Regions from separate parts of the Sus scrofa genome. Here region 2 is linked to region 1. Evidence: chromatin contacts called from public HiChIP or PLAC-seq data. All regions are on one chromosome and are shown on one strand. Each heading gives the region's core, a stretch centred on a gene start, on an enhancer-like site or on the middle of the called end of the contact. The rest is flanking DNA. Distances are from core to core; before and after follow the strand shown.

Evidence for each region. HiChIP or PLAC-seq counts read pairs in DNA pulled down with a chosen protein or histone mark.
Region 2: an H3K27ac HiChIP or PLAC-seq map of skeletal muscle shows a contact between it and region 1. The contact joins the enhancer-like site here to the promoter of NRDE2 in region 1. A contact is called at or near these places in 1 of 5 promoter capture datasets (liver), 8 of 47 Hi-C or Micro-C datasets (alveolar macrophages, blood, embryonic fibroblasts and 4 more) and 2 of 2 datasets of contacts at active chromatin or transcription factors (alveolar macrophages and skeletal muscle).

The regions. Positions count from the first base shown.
Region 1 is chr7:112,089,079-112,092,354 of Sscrofa11.1, reverse strand. NRDE2 (protein NRDE2 homolog) reads left to right here and starts at 1,723. Exons shown (of 14, transcript XM_021099603.1): 1 at 1,723-1,920. The coding sequence starts at 1,857.
Region 2 is chr7:112,145,168-112,148,443 of Sscrofa11.1, reverse strand. No RefSeq gene overlaps it. Among named protein-coding and RNA genes, the nearest start is that of CALM1, 14 kb to the left of the region's middle. Within about 2 kb of position 1,758, at least 83 of the 83 cell types and tissues checked have an H3K27ac peak or open chromatin away from gene starts, as enhancers often do. A contact at or near this core is called in alveolar macrophages, embryonic fibroblasts, liver and 1 more, where this site is marked.

The DNA.
Region 1 (3,276 bases), core at 474-2,973:
TTTTATAATCCCTTCCCTTTTTGCCTTAATTTTGACCGAGGCTTGGGAGGCATTTCATGACCTAGTTGTCCCAAGGTGCTAGGAATACTCATTCCCAGGTCAGGCAAGGATTTCTTTGATAGGCCACTAGATGTGCTGTCTCAGTAGACTAGGCCATTTTAACAGTAACAAAAAGCCTCTGGACCACCTGTCTTCTAGTCTGCTGTAGTCCAGGAAATGCTTCCCTCTTGTTTCTTCCTATGTCGGAGTAATTCTATTACCATCATCGATCTTACAGAACTGTGTGTTTGATCAATTGCTTCAAGTCATCTAATTGTTGCTGAAACCCAGGCTCTGTATATCAGCACTGAATTGAATCATGGAGACAGAGTTTGGGGTTAGGTAGAAAAGAATGGCTTTATTGCTTTGCCAGGCAAACCAGGCCATAGCAGGCTAGTGTCCTGAAAACTATGCTCCAGTCTGGAGGAGAGTAATGAGGAGTCTTATAGTAATGGTTCAAGTAGAAGGATGTGATCAGCTTACGAGGTAATTGGGAGTCAGCATCATCAACCTTCTGGTTCCAACTGGTCTGAGGTCTACGTGCATGTGGGCAGCTTATAGTTAACTTCTTCCACCTGGATGGGGGTTCAGTTTCTGCAAAACAGCTCAAAAAACATGGCTCAGAATATCATCTATAGTCCTTGAGGGAGAACTAAAGGTTCTAGACTTTTTTTAATGGCTAAAGTATAATTATTTTGTCCTGCTTGACTCTTTTCCTTTCTTTTTGCATTTTCTCACTTCTCTGATTAGCTTTATTCTTTGATTAAAGTCTTTCTACAAACAATAGGCAGGTGGAGAATGTAGGTGGGGCTCTATTCTGGGAAGCCCTATAGGGTCCTGCTTAGTTGCATAATCATCGTTAATTTTATCTGAGGCTCCGTCACACATTGGTAATGCAAGAAACAATCTTGTAAAACAGGCGGAATGCAAGTGATATAGCTAGCAACATTAATGCATGTAATATAGCTAGATGTAATATAGCTAGTAACATTAATAAGGAATGCATGTAATATAGCTAGTAATATTAATAAGGTCATAAGCAGATATTTAAGCCAAGAACTTCCATAAAGTGTGGCCCAGTATTCTCCCCAGGTCATTTGACCAGTCTGCTCTGCACTCATCACTGTCTTTCAGGGAAATGATAGATTGGGATTGTACAAAAGTTCACCAAAGATGCTGCACATACAAGGTGAGTGATGGGTCACTGGTTACCTCTTACAGGATTGAGAAAGGAATGTTATCTTCTAAGGAATTAGGAGGCTGGCGCCAGAAAAAGAAAAATGGATCTTTAGAGTTGAGCAGGTATTTCTGCCATTGGGGAGGTCTGGTGAATGTGTAATGCAGGTGCACAATGGCATACTAGAGGGGAGGGAGGAGGTGCAAATTCGCAAAAAATTTTGTTTACATTTTTCTTATTTTTCCTAAAAATATGAGTTTTTATTCCATCAAAACTAAAGCTTAGGGAATTTGATTAATTTGACCCAGTCAGGAAGTGACATTGTGAACTCCAGGGGTAATCAGAGTCCCAACTTCCTAACACTCTCTGCTCTGAACAATTGCATCTCCAATCACATCATTTTCTCACAGAATCCTGCGGGTACTAATTACAGGGAAGAGGTGCCTCTCTCTCACTACGCCCCGCCCTTTTCCCCTCCCTTTCTGCCCCGCCCCGCCCCAGCGGTCTGGCTCAATCCGGAGGAAGCACAAGAAAACCACACTTCCCAGAGTGCATTGCGACGGCAAAGGCCTTACTACCGGCATCCTTTGCCTGGCGCCATTTCTGTGGCGTGAAGAGGCCCTGCGTGCGGCCTGCGGTCATGGCGCTGTTCCCCGCCTTCGCCGGCGTTAGTGAGGCTCCCAGTAGCGGGAGCTCCAGGAAAGGTAAGCACACAAGAGGGATAAAGAAGGCCCTCGGCGGGCTTAGGACGGAGTTTCTCGGGCCAGGGTCTTGGCCCTTGCCTTGGATTTGTTTATCCATTTATATCCCACAGTTCTCTGCGGCTTTGCAAGGCCTTCTGGGAAGAGCAGCTGCTCCGGTCCGGCTTCTGGGCAAGGTTGTAGAGCTCGGGAGAAAGACCGGCCCCGAGAGCTCCGGGAGCTGGGGCTTCCATGTAGTCATATTGTTGAACCCTTTCTCTCGCAGAGCCTCAGTGATTTCACGTAAAAGGGAAACAGTGGTACTCCACATCTCGAGGAGACTCCTGATGCAAACGCTGGATGTCCTTATTACAGCTTGCTTGCTTCTCTGTTTTACTTAGTTCTGAATTGCTAGTTGGATTCGTAGTTTTTGGCCGACTGAGAGTTGGGGAACCTGACCCAGTCAGGAAGTGTTAGTATGAACTTGAGTGGAATCAGAATCCCAACTTCCTAAAACTTTCTGTTCTGAACAATTGCATTCCAACCCTAATCCCTTTCTCTCCAGGTGGGCATAGCTGCTAGGAATAAACTAATACTTATTTACTGCCAGGTGATGACATTGTCTATTTCATTTAAGCCTTGAATGTTCCCAGGAGGTCTGCATTGTTAGAGGTTGTGGCACATAGTAGTAATTTAAAGTAATTAATCCTAAATCATTCACTTCTGGGGCAGAGTCTGTGCCTGGCACCTCTACTGTATCCTCATGGTTCCTACAGTTGTTTTTTGGGGGAAACATTTCTCATAATTGTGAGTAATTTCTTATGTAATTAGTGTAATTTTGGTCACTTTACTCAGTGTTTGTCTGTTCGGTGCAGCATACTTAGCCCCTAGCACAGGCCCAACATAGAGTAGGTGTTCATTAAATATTTGCTGAACAGACAGACCAATAGTAGGTACTTAAAAAAAAGTATATGCAAGATGTACATACAAGATGGAATGTTGTAGATGACACAGGTGAACTACAGGGATAGTGATTTCTGTTGGGAAGTTCAAAGAAGGCTTTAGAGGAGCTGACTTTGGGGATGAGTCTTCAGGACAGTAGAATTTGGACAAATAGGGATAGTGGAAGGGCATCCCAGGGCCTTCAAAGGCAGGCAGGAAAGAAAGCATGAGACCTGTGCAAAGAATGGCAGATTGTTCAGTTTGGAAATTGAGATTTGTAAAGAGGAGCCTTGGGAAATATGGTTGGAACTGGTGATAAGGAATGATACTGACTTGAATAACAGGCCAAGGATTAATCCTTTTGTTTTGGGAGCACAAAATGCCAGGTGTAAAGGGGAGTGTTGCTCTTGTCATTTATCTTAACTAGTGTTTATTGGA
Region 2 (3,276 bases), core at 509-3,008, 56 kb before region 1:
GTCCAGTGCAGACATCACTACACAGGTTGTAAAACCTCAGGAAAAACCATTAATAGCATAATCTGAGAATCAGGATGTGAATAGACACTAGTTTAATCACAAAAATCATTAGATCATCCAAGCCCCATGGTGCCAAAATCACAGAGAGAGGATAAAATCACATTTAAATAAAATGGCAGTTCTAGAAATCCACAGGGTTTCATTTTCTTAGCTAGATTCTTGTAGCAGTGAGAATTAACCAACTAACATTTCATCTCTGCTCCTTTTTCTGCAGGACACTGAAAATTACGTTCAGGGAAAACTTAGTTGCTTTAGTTCCTAGACCTTCCTTCAGTTATACAGCAAAGTTCCCCAAATGCTTGAGCCATCTCACAGCATCAGCTCCAGAAGATGGGGTGTTACTAGAGCATAAAAACACTGGCTTGAGACACAGACAACCTAGATTCTATTCTGTGCTCTGCTCCTCAACTGCTATGTGACTGCAGGGGTGTCAACTGATCTTCCCGGGTCTCAGACTGTTCACTGTGTAATGAGGGATCAGAGGTATGCAGACTGTGGTACCAGATCTGGCTCGTTTGACAGGTGATTTTATTAAGCCTTCTCCTCTATCTAGGAGAGCCTATCCTCGGCACCGAAGAATGCCCCCTCGGTTTACTGAGGAGCTAACCGTCGGTTCTCAGGCTACAGTCTGTTAATCTACCCTCGTCCGTCCCATGCCCCCCAGGCCGGCTCCTGGTCCATCCCCTCGGCCCCTTCTATGCAGACACAGCGGAAAACCCGAGCCCGCGGGGACGAGATAAGGAAATCACAGGAGGGAAATGGAAACCGGCCCTTCTGAAACAAAAGTGCCCACGACGGTGCTTTCGGGCGGCCGGGCCTCGGCTCGTAGTAAACAGGAAGGGTCGCCTCGGAGGCAGATCGAGTTGGGGTTTCGAGATAAGGCGAGGTTTTCTTCTTATCGCTCCGGTGGCTGCTATTATCACACAAGGTGCCGCGTAAACGCGAACGCGGCCTCAATGAGCTAGGGGGGAGGGCGAGGGTGGTTTCCGATCGCCCCTCGGAGGGCCACGAGCCTGGCAAAGGGATTTAGGCTTGTTTCTAGGAAAACTCCGTGTCTCGCGACGCTCCAGCGGGAAGAGAACCTGAGCGCCTCTCGCCTAAGCCTTTCAAGTACGCGCGGGCGGGCAGGGCGGGGCGGGGCGCGGCGCGGGCGAGGGCACTACATCTCCCGGCGGAGGAACACAGGCAGTCCTCTTTCACACGCCCCAAACGCGCAGCTCTGGAGCCGGTTGCTTAGTTGGCGCTGCCGAGGCTGCTTTCCTCCTTCAGTTTGACAAGGGCGCTCTGATTGGCCAGCGCGACCCTGCAGTCGTTGGCCGGAAAGAGTCGAGACGCCTGATTGGCCGCTCCGCACCTGCAATGCGTCAAGCCGCGGTGGGCGTGGAGGACCCCGCGTGAATGGCCGTGGCTGGAGGAGGGTCAGCAGGCTGCTTTCGGGAGGGAGCGGCTCCGCCTATGGCCGCCATCTTTACTAGAGGCACCGCGGACGGCTGGGACGCAGGGGGTTTTTCGTGGAGCTTTTGGGGACAGTGGAAATAGGCTCTGCGACAGAAGTTTTGCTGGGGGTTTCTGTTCCCTTTTTCTATGGTGGTGGGTTGTTTCGTTTTTGCTCAGGTCCCAGGGAGGTGGTGGGGTAGGATTCGAGGGCTCGCGGCTCAGGGCAGAGTGGCCACCCAGGAAGGAGGGGGTCTGACAGGAGGTTTAGGCGGCGCTTCCCGAAAACCGCTGGGTCTGCGTTCTGTCGGCGGGCGCAGGGAGGGTGATTTGACTCCTCTCCATTTCTAGAAGCAAAGGGGAGGTTGGCTTCCTGGGCTTTTGCTCGGGCTGGAAGGCAGTTCTGGAAAGCTCCTCCGAATACGTCATGGTTGTTGCTCGCGCTGTGCGCGGTCCCGCCTGCAGGGAATGCGGTTTTTGTTTTTCAGAGCTGTAAATCCCACAACCGCCTAGGGAACTTTCTCGGCTCCGGAGACAGTGGCCTGCAGGGGCCAAGCGGAGCTTGCTAGACAGACATGATAGCAGACGTTGGCTGAAATTATTTTGATCCTGTCAGTTTAGTTGCCATTTTAGGCGACTCGTCGTGTGTTTGGGTGTGGATCCCGCTTTCATCTCCGATGTTCACCCCCCTCTGAGAAGGGGGGGGTCCTCATATTATGTTTTACTGTTCCAAAAGTGATGGTTGTTCAGGGTTACCTTCCGTATATATGAGTGAAAGAAAAAAAAAATATATGTGTTTCCTGGGTGAATTAGAGCTGGGGGAGTGGAAATAAGCCATGGTTGTCTTGTTTTCGGGAGATGATGTCTGATGGTTTTATTTGAGCTGCGTAGGTGCAAATTCGGTGGAGCGTGGCTATCCAAAGGTGAATTCTGGAGCTGCCTTGGTGTGGGTGTTGCTATGGCCACAGGGAGAGGTAGTGAATTATAGGGCCAATAAACCCAGCGCAGCCAGGCCTCTCCCTTGTGTGAAGCCTTAGTAATTGACGACCCGGGTTCGTGTATCCTGGCTTTCGCAGTTCCCTTCCCCGTCCAAGATTCCTGGATTGATCTTTACAGGCACACGTGGGTCTGTACTGACTCTTCTATTGACGAATATGGCAGGTGCAGCCACAGCTTTGTATAGGTTTTCTGATTAGGTGCTGCCATGTGGGAGCGTGGTGTGGTACCATTTACCAGACAATTTTATTTGTAAGTTGTTGCTAGTCTTAGCTAATGGCACTGATTTTGAACATTTAATCACTGTCTCATGCGTTTTCCCGTAGGCAAAGCATCACTTTACCTTAGAGTGCCTCCTGCCTAAAACTAACGCTCCCTTTTACTGTGTCTCAGTATGATGCCAGAGCACTGAGTTCAGGGACGTTGCAAAAGACAATTGCAGCTTTGCATAATCTCCGTATAGCAACAACCACTCGTGCCTCTCTGGAACACCCAGTAATTCAGTGTTCTTTGGCAGCTGCAGTGCTGGGAGTTGGCCACTTTGCTTGCTGCGGTGAGGTAGAGCAAAGGACTAAATCTTCTGGAGCCTTGGTTTCTTCTGTAACATGAAGAGAATTAAATCTGTCTCACAGTCCTTGTGAAGATTGCAGGAGATGAGAATGTGCCAGGTCTGTGGAAATTGTAGAACGACTGACATAGTGATAATCAGTTACTAAAGCATTTATTGAGGGCCCATAACTATCTGACCTTGTGAGAGGAAGATTTTCCTTCAGGATTTTCTGCTTT